Linked DNA regions of Ovis aries: region 1 is linked to region 2. Evidence: chromatin contacts called from public Hi-C data. All regions are on one chromosome and are shown on one strand. Each heading gives the region's core, a stretch centred on a gene start, on an enhancer-like site or on the middle of the called end of the contact. The rest is flanking DNA. Distances are from core to core; before and after follow the strand shown.

The links. A called contact is a pair of places that touch in the nucleus more often than the background predicts.
Region 1: a Hi-C map of hypothalamus shows a contact between it and region 2, with 2.0 times the contacts expected there. The contact joins the promoter of RGS2 here to the enhancer-like site in region 2. A contact is called at or near these places in 3 of 16 Hi-C or Micro-C datasets (blood and hypothalamus).

What each region holds. Positions count from the first base shown.
Region 1 is chr12:11,623,289-11,628,537 of ARS-UI_Ramb_v3.0, reverse strand. RGS2 (regulator of G protein signaling 2) reads left to right here and starts at 2,490. Exons shown (of 5, transcript XM_004013586.5): 1 at 2,490-2,628; 2 at 3,646-3,747; 3 at 3,849-3,910; 4 at 4,477-4,643; 5 at 4,925-5,249. The coding sequence starts at 2,519. The coding sequence ends at 5,119. LOC105611804 (a long non-coding RNA gene) reads right to left here and starts at 2,325. Exons shown (of 8, transcript XR_009595661.1): 1 at 2,063-2,325.
Region 2 is chr12:11,547,861-11,553,163 of ARS-UI_Ramb_v3.0, reverse strand. No RefSeq gene overlaps it. Among named protein-coding and RNA genes, the nearest start is that of RGS2, 76 kb to the left of the region's middle. Within about 2 kb of position 2,258, at least 17 of the 54 cell types and tissues checked have an H3K27ac peak or open chromatin away from gene starts, as enhancers often do. A contact at or near this core is called in hypothalamus, where this site is marked.

The sequences.
Region 1 (5,249 bases), core at 1,241-3,740, 75 kb before region 2:
GCGACAGTATCTTGAATTTTAACAGTGCTTAACATTCATAACTTCACTCTGAATTAATCTTTTAATGATTTTTCTACCTGGAATAACTATGCTTCAGTTATTTCCTTTTCCCCACATATGCAAATTAGGAAAGACAAACTTTTGTAGAGTACTTTAAAATTTACAAAGGCCTTTCATGAAAGATTCACATAATACCCAATGAGGTTGATGAGAAAGACACATTACTCTTACTAGAGATGAGACACTGGTGCTTAGGAGGTGGGATGGGACTGTCCCAATAGTTACTTAGTATTTACTGGTGAAGCCAAGACTCTAACTAGGTCTCCTGACACAAGTCCGGCTCTCCTTGCTGCCTCTTTGTGAGAACTCCTGCTTTTCCCACTATGAGTGAATTCTACCATCCAAAATTCTAAGTGAAAAATATATTGAGGTTTATACTAGCAAGAAAAGCAAATGTTTACATATTACACATATTTAACAAATAAGTACTTAATCATCAGAAAGTGAAATTAGCTGTAGGAAATACGTAAAGTTCTTTTAGAGATCAAGAGCATATGCTTGAGAAAAATTATATTCTTACCTTTCACAAACTTGCTTTCAAATATTTATTACTGAAATCTAAATGATTTTTCCTTTCCATAACTGAGTACACGGCTGTTCTCTTTAGTATTAACTGTAGGTTTTACTCCCCAAGTCAAACTTGGAGCTCCAACTACTGGTAGCTCATCATAAGAATATGGTAAATTAGTTCCAATTTTCTTTTAACAGCTCTAAGACAAAGTAAAGAATATACATGCAGCCTGAATTAACAAAGCAGAGACATCACTTTGCTGACATAGGTCCCTATAGTCAAAGCTATGGTTTTCCCAGTAGTCATGTATGAATGTGAGAGTTGGACCATAAAGAAGGCTGAGCACCAAAGAATTGCTGCTTTCAAATTGTTGCACTGCAGAAGACTCTTCAGGGTCTCCCAGCAAAGCGATCAAACCCGTCAATCCTTAAGGAAATGAACCCTCAGTATTCATTGGAAGGACTGATGCTGAAGCTCCAATACTTTGGCCAGCTGATGCCAGGAGCAGACTGACTGGGAAAGACTCTGATGCTGGGAAAGATTGAGGGCAGGAGAAGAGGGTGGCAGAGAATGAGATGGTTAGATGGCATCACAGACTCAAGGGACATGAGTTTGAGCAAACACCAGGAGATGAAGAACAGGGAAGCCTGGCAAGTTGCAGCCCATGCGACTGCAGTCAGAAATGACTTAGGGACAGAACAAAAGCCTTGCTGTTAATCTGCCTACTTAGATGCTTCAGGAAAAACCACCTGAATATTCCACTGTACAATTCTAATAACGGTATTTGAACTCAAGTCATTTTGGAGTGGCAGTTATCTACTTACCCTTACCAATCAAACCACTTAAATCCTGCTACAGCAAGATGATTTCTGACGAATCAAGACATTAAGCTTATTCAAAGAAGCTGTAAACGCCTCCCTCCCTCCACCCCCATCTCTCTTTTTTTGCCAATTAAAGTGTTCTGGCAAATTCTAAGCCAACTAAGAGTGACTCAGGAGGAAATCCTGCATGCTTGCTCTTTTACACTAAAATGATTCTGGTGCACGATAGCTGCGAGCTCGTGGTGTTTCCTTGTTAAGAGCTGTGATTTCTTTTTTTGTTCTGGAAGGAGAAGCAGCCAAGGACTCCTGAGAAATAAGTCTGCAACCCCACGGACCGACCCAGCCACGAACCTGCTGGTAATCAAAACCGCACACCCAGTTAAAGCACTTTCTCCTCTTCCCTCCCTGACCAATGTGCATTCCCCACAGAGCTCCAGGATGCTTGGGCACGCTGCAGAACAGATCACACCACTGCCCCTGGACTCTCACTGTTCCTCCCATTCTGTTTCCTTCCCCAAATTAAAAGGCGTCTCAAAGAACAGGTGAGGGTCAGTTCTCACATCAAGAAAGGAGGCGCGGAGCGAGGGCTTGCGCTCCAAAAACACATCCCCTTTTAAACCTAATTCAAAATAAGGTTACTGCATTCGGCTTCCCAATAAACAACCTTTACCTGCTTGGAATCACGGCTCCTTTGGGGGTCAGGAGCTCTGGAGCGCGGGGGAGGGAATGAGACAGGGAAGAGGCGGGGAGCGAGCGCCCCCGCCGTGCCTGCAGCCAACCTGGCTCCCTGCCCGCCACGGCCCTGCGACCCCACGGCCGGCCGCCACGACTGGGCAAAGGTCGCCTTTGACCGTTCAAAAGGGAATTTTCTCTGACCCCACACGAGGGCGGGCGTCCGGCCCGACTGCGCACGACGCCCGGGAAGCGGACGTCAGCGGGCCCCGGGTTTCCAGACCCTTCGGCGGCGCCCGTGACCGCGCGGCCCGCGGCCGCCGTCGGCCAATCGGTGCCCGCCGGGGGAGGGACCGGCGCCGTGAGCCCCGCCTTCGCCCTGCCTCCAATTATATAAATACGGGTGCCGGCGGTCCGGTCTCCCCAGAGCGGCGTTCCCAGGTGGAGGGAGATAATGCAAAGTGCTATGTTCCTGGCTGTCCAGCACGACTGCGGACCCATGGACAAAGGCGCTGGCACCGGCCCCAAGAACGAGGAGAAGCGAGAGAAGATGAAGCGAACCCTGTGAGTGCGGCTTTCTTCCTCCCTGACTGGCCGCCCCTGCGGACCCAGCTGTCCCGGGCGGCTGCAAACGCGGTACACTCGCGCTGGGCATGGGAACTGGGTAGCCTGCCTGCATCTCTGCAGGAAAAAAAGAAAAAGAAAAAATGTGTGTGTGTGTGTAAAAGGTTAATTTGTGAAGTTACGTTTAAACCTGTGTGGTGTAGGTATTTATTGAAGGACTCGGGTAGAGTTTAGAAACTGCAGAAAATTCTTGATGCAGGGGCGGAGATAGATGCTGGTTGGCTTTTTGTCTCCCTGCATCGAAAATGACTTCGGAGAATCCTGCAGCCACGCGCCCCCGGCCTTCTTGAGAGGCACCGTAAATTCTGATCTGCTTACACGACTGCTGGGATGGAGATATTTTTGCTGATCCTAGATATACTTTTAATTTTTTTTAATTGAACAGCAAGTCTCACCCACTCAAGAGTGTGGAACAAATAATTGTTCTGCATCACCTTCTTAAAATGAGTGCTGAAGTTGGGGGAGGGGGCGGTCAATCTCGCACACACACTTCATTGTGCACAGCTTCTCGGGTGGTCCCAAGCCCCCTGCTCTGAGAGCAGAAGGAAAACGAGCCTGGGCTGGCTCAGGGCAGGTCCACTGTGGGCTTCCTCAAGTGTGAAATGTCTCAGAATTGTAATTAACCGTTGCAGAAAAACTGGCTGCCTTTTGTGGGCCAGAAATAGCATCTGCCTTTGAACTATGCAAACTAAATTCATTAAAATACCCTATAATTGTAGGTCGTCCTATCCTTACTTATAAAACTAATAATTATGTTCAGATGAGTGGATGAAACTAGTGTGTTGAGTACTTAGATGCTGGATTAAAGGAGTAAGACTGACTGGAGGAGTTGTTTTGTCTTATTTGGCTTGTCTATAGCTACTGGGGGCGACTTTATTTGGTAAAAATGCCTTCAGCTGCAATGGCAGTTTCAAGTGTTGCTGCTAAGTGAGTATCTTTTTTTTTTTTCTTTTGTAGATTAAAAGATTGGAAGAGCCGTTTGAGCTACTTCTTGCAAAATTCCTCCTCTCCTGGGAAGCCCAAAACTGGCAAGAAAAGCAAACAGCAAACCTTCATCAAGTAAGTTGAAAATCTTGTGCTTGCCAATATGCACAGCTCACTGCTGAGCTGAAGAGGGAACCTCTGGCTAGCAGGAGCTGATGTGCAGACTTCTTTTGCAGGCCTTCTCCCGAGGAAGCCCAGCTATGGTCAGAAGCATTTGATGAGCTGCTAGCCAGTAAATGTAAGTTAACCTCTTGAATTGGATCCATTTCAAGTATCAGGAGAGTATGGTTTGGTTGTGTCTACACAGCAAGAGCAGCTTGCCCAAGGAGAGTTTGACTTTACAATCCCTGTTCCATGGGGCCTATTTTTCTCCTTTATTTCCCGGTGATTAACCAGGGAAATGCGTGGCTTTTTCACTCTAGGTGGGGAGTGGGGGGAAATAGCCCCAGATTGTAATGGCAGTTGCTGTCTCTTAAGGTTGAGTCAGCTTTTCCATTGCAAACAATGTTTTCAAGCGGCTTCATTCCCAAAGAACTTATGGCTCCCCTATCAGTTGTGTTAACAGCAAAGCTAAGTTTATATTTTTGTAGTAGTGTGCCAACTCACGCATTTTGCTGACTGGCATCTTAGTCTTTAAAGAGCTAAATTTTGACAATTACAGGTTTGAGTAAACTCAAGAAAATTGCTGCCATCTGGCAATAATAAAATATGGGACCAGGGGAGTGGGATTTCTAGGAAAACACATAAGGGAATATTTGAACACTCAATGCAGTTTCTGCATGCTTTCTTCCTTCCCTCCCCCAGATGGTCTTGCTGCATTCAGGGCTTTTTTAAAATCTGAATACTGTGAAGAAAATATTGAATTCTGGCTGGCCTGTGAAGACTTCAAAAAAACCAAGTCACCCCAAAAGCTGTCCTCAAAAGCAAAGAAAATATATACTGACTTCATAGAAAAAGAAGCTCCAAAAGAGGTAAAGGGGGAAAAAGTTCCTTATTTCAGCATATTTTGAACATCCTCAGCACCAAAGTGAAAATAATTTAAAGAGACCTCAAGTTAAAGGGGGGTGGGTGAGTAGGCTGTTTTTCCCCTATTTCTGGCTCTCAGTGAGGTTAATTATATTTCTTCACTGACTTAGCCGGTGACACTGGCCACACATTATAGTTTGGGGGTTTTTTTGTTTGTTTTCAAATACTACATATATTTCAACTTCTGACTCTTAATGTGGAATAAAACTTTGTTGTTTTCTTTCAGATCAACATAGACTTTCAAACCAAAACTCTGATTGCCCAAAACATACAGGAAGCTACCAGTGGCTGCTTCACAACTGCCCAGAAAAGGGTGTACAGCTTGATGGAAAACAACTCTTACCCGCGTTTCTTGGAGTCAGAATTCTACCAGGACTTGTGTAAAAAGCCGCAGATCACCACAGAACCCCATGCCACATGAGATGAAAGCAGGAGCCCAGAAACGGAGGACTTTTCATTTTTTTTCCTAAAAGGGGAAAGGCTGTCACCTGCCAAAAAGACTGACCTTGAATTCAGCCTGGGTGTTCAGGAAACATCACTCAGAACTATTG
Region 2 (5,303 bases), core at 1,009-3,508:
ACGAATTCCTTTCCCGATTTAGAACCAGTCTGTTGTTCCATGTCGAGTTGTAAGTGTTGCTTCTTGACCTGCATACAGATTTCTCAGGAGGCAGGTCAGGTAGTCTGGTATTTTCATCTCAAAGAATTTTCCACAGTTTGTTGTGATCCACACAGTCAAAGGCTTTGGTGTAGTCAACAAAGCAGAAGGAGATGTTTTTCTGGAACTCTTGCTTTTTCAATGATCCAACAGATGTTGGCAATTTGATCTCTGGTTCCTCTGCCTTTTCTAAAACCAGCTTGAACACCTGGAAAATCACGGTTCACGTACTGCTGAAGCCTGGCTTGGAGAATTTTGAGCATTACTTTCTAGCGTGTGAGATGAGTGCAATTGTGCGGTAGTTTGAGCATTCTTTGGCATTGCCTTTCTTTGGGATTGGAATGCAAACTGACCTTTTCCAGTCCTGTGGTCATTGCTGGGTTTTCCAGATTTGCTGGCATACTGAGTGCAGCACCTTCAGAGCATCATCTTTTAGGATTTAAAATAGCTAAACTGGAATTCCATCACCTCCACTAGCTTTCTTTGTTTGTAGTGATGCTTCCTAAGGCCCACTTGACTTTGCATTCTAGGATGTCTGGCTGTAGGTGAGTGATCACACCATCATGGTTATCTGGGTAATGAAGATCTTTTTTGTATAGTTCTTCTGGGTATTCTTGCCACCTCTTCTTAATATCTTCTGCTTCTGTTAGGTCCATACCATTTCTGTTCTTTATTGTGCTCATCTTTGCATGAAATGTTCCCTTAGTATCTCTAATTCTCTTGAAGAGATTTCTAGTCTTTCCCATTCTATTGTTTTCCTCTATTTCTTTGCACTGAGAAAGGTTTTTTTTTTTAATCTCTCCTTGCTTTTCTTTGGAACACTTCATTCAAATGGATATATCTTTCCTTTTTTCCTTCACCTTTTGCATCTTTTGTTTTCTCAATTATTTGTAAGGCCTCCTCAGACAACCATTTTGCCTTTTTCCATTTCTTTTTCTTGGGGATGGTCTTGATAACTATCACCTGTACAATGTCACGAACCTCTGTCCATAGTTCTTCAGGCACTCTATCATATCTAATCCCTTGAATCTATTTGTCACTTCCACTGTATAATCATAAGGGATTTGATTTAGGTCATACCTGAATGGTCTAGTGGTTTTCCCTACTTTCTTCAATTTGAGTCTGAATTTGGCAATAAGGAGTTCATGATCTGGGCCATAGTCAGCTCCCAGTCTTGTTTTTGCTGACTGTATAGAGCTTCTCCATCTTTAGCTCAATAGAGTATAGTCAATCTGATTTCGGTATTGACCATCTGATGATGTCAATGTGTAGAGTCTCCACCACATTAGAACTGACTCAAATGCCAAATGAATTCCTTTTTATAGCTGAGTAATATTCCATGTGTATATGTACCACAACTTCCTTATCCATTCATCTGTTCCAAATTCTAAAGCACAGTTGAGAGTACATCTCAGAGCACAGTTGAGATGGGAGTTGTCCTTACTAACCTGTCTACCATGGGTCCTCTCCATTGTTCAACCCATCTATAGTGTAATGATATGAAACAACCCTTGTGTTAACTTCATTTTTTAAATCCAGCTTGGAATGGGGGACTCATGTGATACAATTAAATCAGACAGACTGGATTCAAACTCTGAACGCAACCATGCTGGACTAGTTGTCTACTCTGAGACGGGTATTTGAACTCTTAGAGCTCACATGGTCCTCTCAGTACAATTCCATTCAGCAGGTATTTATGAAATGCCACAGGCTGTGCTGGCCTGAGGAATAGAAGAGGGAGAATCCACATGGACCAGTCTTAACAAGCAGGAGAGAATCACGGCAGTTGCAAAAGAGGAGGCAGAACCCGCAGAGCACGTGTGCAGGGCTCGAAGGCAGGTTATCTGGGTACCTTGCTTCCTCAGGGCCTGGACACGTTCACTGCTGAAACGTGCAGCAGGCCATGAGCAAGGGGGACTCACGTGGCCTGTCCCAGCCCTCAGGAGGGATGGGTTGCTCTCCAGCTATGGATGTTCCTGAGAGGCTCTTGGAACTGAACCAGATGGCCCAGGAGGAACCTGCCAGGAGCTCTGGCCAAGCTTGGAAAAAAACCAGACCTGGATCTTCCTTCAGAAACCCCTTTGTCTTTTGAGTAGAAGAAAGGATAGAAGGAATCTGAGGATGAGGGAACTTGGCAGGCAGACAGAGGGGACCCTTGGCACGCTCTTCGCTTTCAGAGGCCAAAGCAGGAAGCACAGCAAAGCCTCACAGAGAGAGAAAGGGAAGTGGGGAAAGGGTGTACTGTCCTGACCAGTGAGGCCCTGGGATTTTCTCTGCACAGCTGCTATGAAAGGGTCACTGTCTTCTTGTCTGCCCAAATGCAGGGTGAGGCCTGATTAGTGCTCAGCCATCTGTGCCCCAGATGATGCCCCACTACGTAGGAGGGGCCCATGAAACATGGTGATTCCATGAATACATGATGGAGACAGAAATGACCCCAGTCCTCTGAGCTCCTCATCCTACTGGCAGCTCAGTGACATGCGGTGCCAGAGAGCAGGCCAGGGCTGGGGTGGGGGCGGGAAGTCACCCCAGAACTGGGAACCCAGATCTAGAAGGAAATGATATAACAAGTGTGACCGGAAAAATGAGAAGTTAGAGAAACAAAAAGCAGAAAATAAGGGTTGGAATGAAATGAATTCTGTAAAAGAGAATACTTCAGGCCAAAGGAATGGTTCAAAGATGGCACACTGGTATAAAGTGAGTGGATTCCAGCAGTAGAACTGTCGTATTTGGCCAGAGAGTTGGCTCATATTTAAAAATTAGAATTTAGTTTAAATACCTGTAATGAGTTTCTCTTTAAATGCACAAAGAAAGCCTGTATAGAGGCTGACAGCTGCACAAGATGGGTGCCTTTAAGACGAAAACATACTGTGGCTAAAATGTAGTGTGTAACCCAGAGAATAAAGATGTAATCATGTTCAAATCTTGAAAACATTTAAATGCCTTTAAGGAGTTTCAACTTTAATGTGAGAGCAATGAAGAGCCACTGAAGTGCTTTACACAGTGAGTGACAGCTCGTGTTTGTATTCCAGGAAGGTCGCTCAGCTGAAGTGGATGGGAGTTGTGCAAGACAGAGGTTAAATGACCCATTACAGGACAATCGTAGGAATTCAAGAAAGATAGGATGTTGGCCTAGTCCAGGTAGGCATGGGAATGGGGGTGGGGAGATTCTAGAAGCATCCATTATCCCCTTCGTCATTATTAACATCTTCTCCTTTGTTTAGGGTGACATTATGCCCAGTAAGATAATTCCCCAGATTTCTCTATGGAGCTTTATCAATTTTCCAGAACAGTTGTACCAGTCCTGGACTCTTTCCAAGCATACTGTTTGCTGGGTGACAAAAATAAGTCTGGTTTTGGTCAATATGTATTCAATACAATGCATCTATCAGGAGATAAAACTGGCAGAATTTAGCAGACGTGGAAGATACTTATTTGTAGACTTGTAAGGATTTATTATGTAGAGTACCTACCATATCCAAAATAGAGGCCAGTAGCAAATATTCATTTTATAATATTCTTTCTTCCTGTCCCTGATTAGGCATTAGCATATTGAAGTCAGAAACTAAAAATTCTGATCCTCCTAGCATTTGAACTGCATCTTCCACACTCTACATACCAAGCATTTGATATTGATCCACTAGCAATTTCAGTAAATGTTTCAATATTACTTGGATATACAGAAAGTAATGTTTGTAGCAGATGTTCTCAGACACAAGTAAAATCCCAAATGGATTATTCAGGCTGATGTAGCTACAGATGATTATTGTGCCAGGAGATTTTTTACTCATTTTATTCACCTCTTCTAGCAGTTTGATCATTTTTGACTCAGAGCCATGGTGAAAGCAGAAATAAACTTCACATTTGAAGAGTTTATTCTGATTAGATAATACTTTGGGTAATATCTGATCATGGAAGAGAATATTGAAAGCAGAAAGCAAACCTAAGGAGACCACTGAGAAATAGCAAAGTAAATAATAAACTATATACAGGTTCATCTGCTCTCAATGCAGTTATGTTATGTAAAGAAGGATTTGGATTGCTTAGCTAAATGTGTCTTGATCCTCTTAATGTCCACTGAGAACAAAGTGAAATTTAACAACAACAAAAAATACAGTCAGAAAGTACCTATACATGTGATCTTAGCTGTGTTGGGAAAACAATTACCTGTCTATGTGCACAATGAGGAAAGTCAAACAAGAGGACTGGAAGAAAATGTACCCAGAAGTGACCATATATCCTCATGGAATGGCTTCGTTGTGTGTGATTTTACTATATTTCTAAGTTTTCTGTGACAGCATGCATTACTTTTACAATAAAAAAGAGATTTATTACAAAGCATACTGGGCAGCATTCCTTTGACTTGACAGAGTTGTGTATGGGTCTTTAACTTAGCAGATCTCTAGAGTGGCTCCAGTCTCTGGGGACCTTTATCCCTTTTCATAGGAATAAGAAGAAGGGAAACAACGTGAAGTGTGGATGAGGCAATACAGTTGGGTTGAGAATAGAACCATGGACAGAAGCACCTAACAAGATTAACTTAGAAAATTTATATTAATAAACCAATAAGTGCTTTAAGTTTGAACTTCCAAAATTATTTTGATATATACAAATCCATTACACACAATAAAAGAGGAGCGTGATGTAAACAGACACGATGAACAGGGTCTGTGCTTTGTCTCACCACACTTAACAGTGTATGAATGCTCTTGGGTAACTGGGGAGATCTAGTCAACTATAAATAAAGGGAACTATGATGCCCTCAAAAAACTCATTTAAGTCAATTAGATAAGCAATTCTGTCCCGTGAAATCTGACCTTTTGCTGTTAGCTAATCATATTTATCAGAGAAAAGTACATTAACTGAAAAAAATAATTTGGCTTCTAAAAAGAAATGCAATCTTCCAAGCAATCAGCTAAGATGTATTTGACAACTTATTATTTCCAAAGAATAAAACTATTCCTCCAGTGGGAAGAAACTCAATAATACTAACTGATGAGCAAAATATTAGGTTAAAGAAATAGAGTTAAGTGAATTTTCTTCCCTTGGGTAATAAAATAAGAATAAAGGAAAGGACCTTGCTCCAAGAAACCTTTGGGGAAAAGAAAGTTGTTTGGAGTGGTTGATGTTTCTCAGAAGTTTGCTTTAGACCTCTAAAAAAAAAAAAAAAAAACAGCCATTCTAGAAGCGAGCTAAGAAAGTGAAATATTATGCATATGGCGATG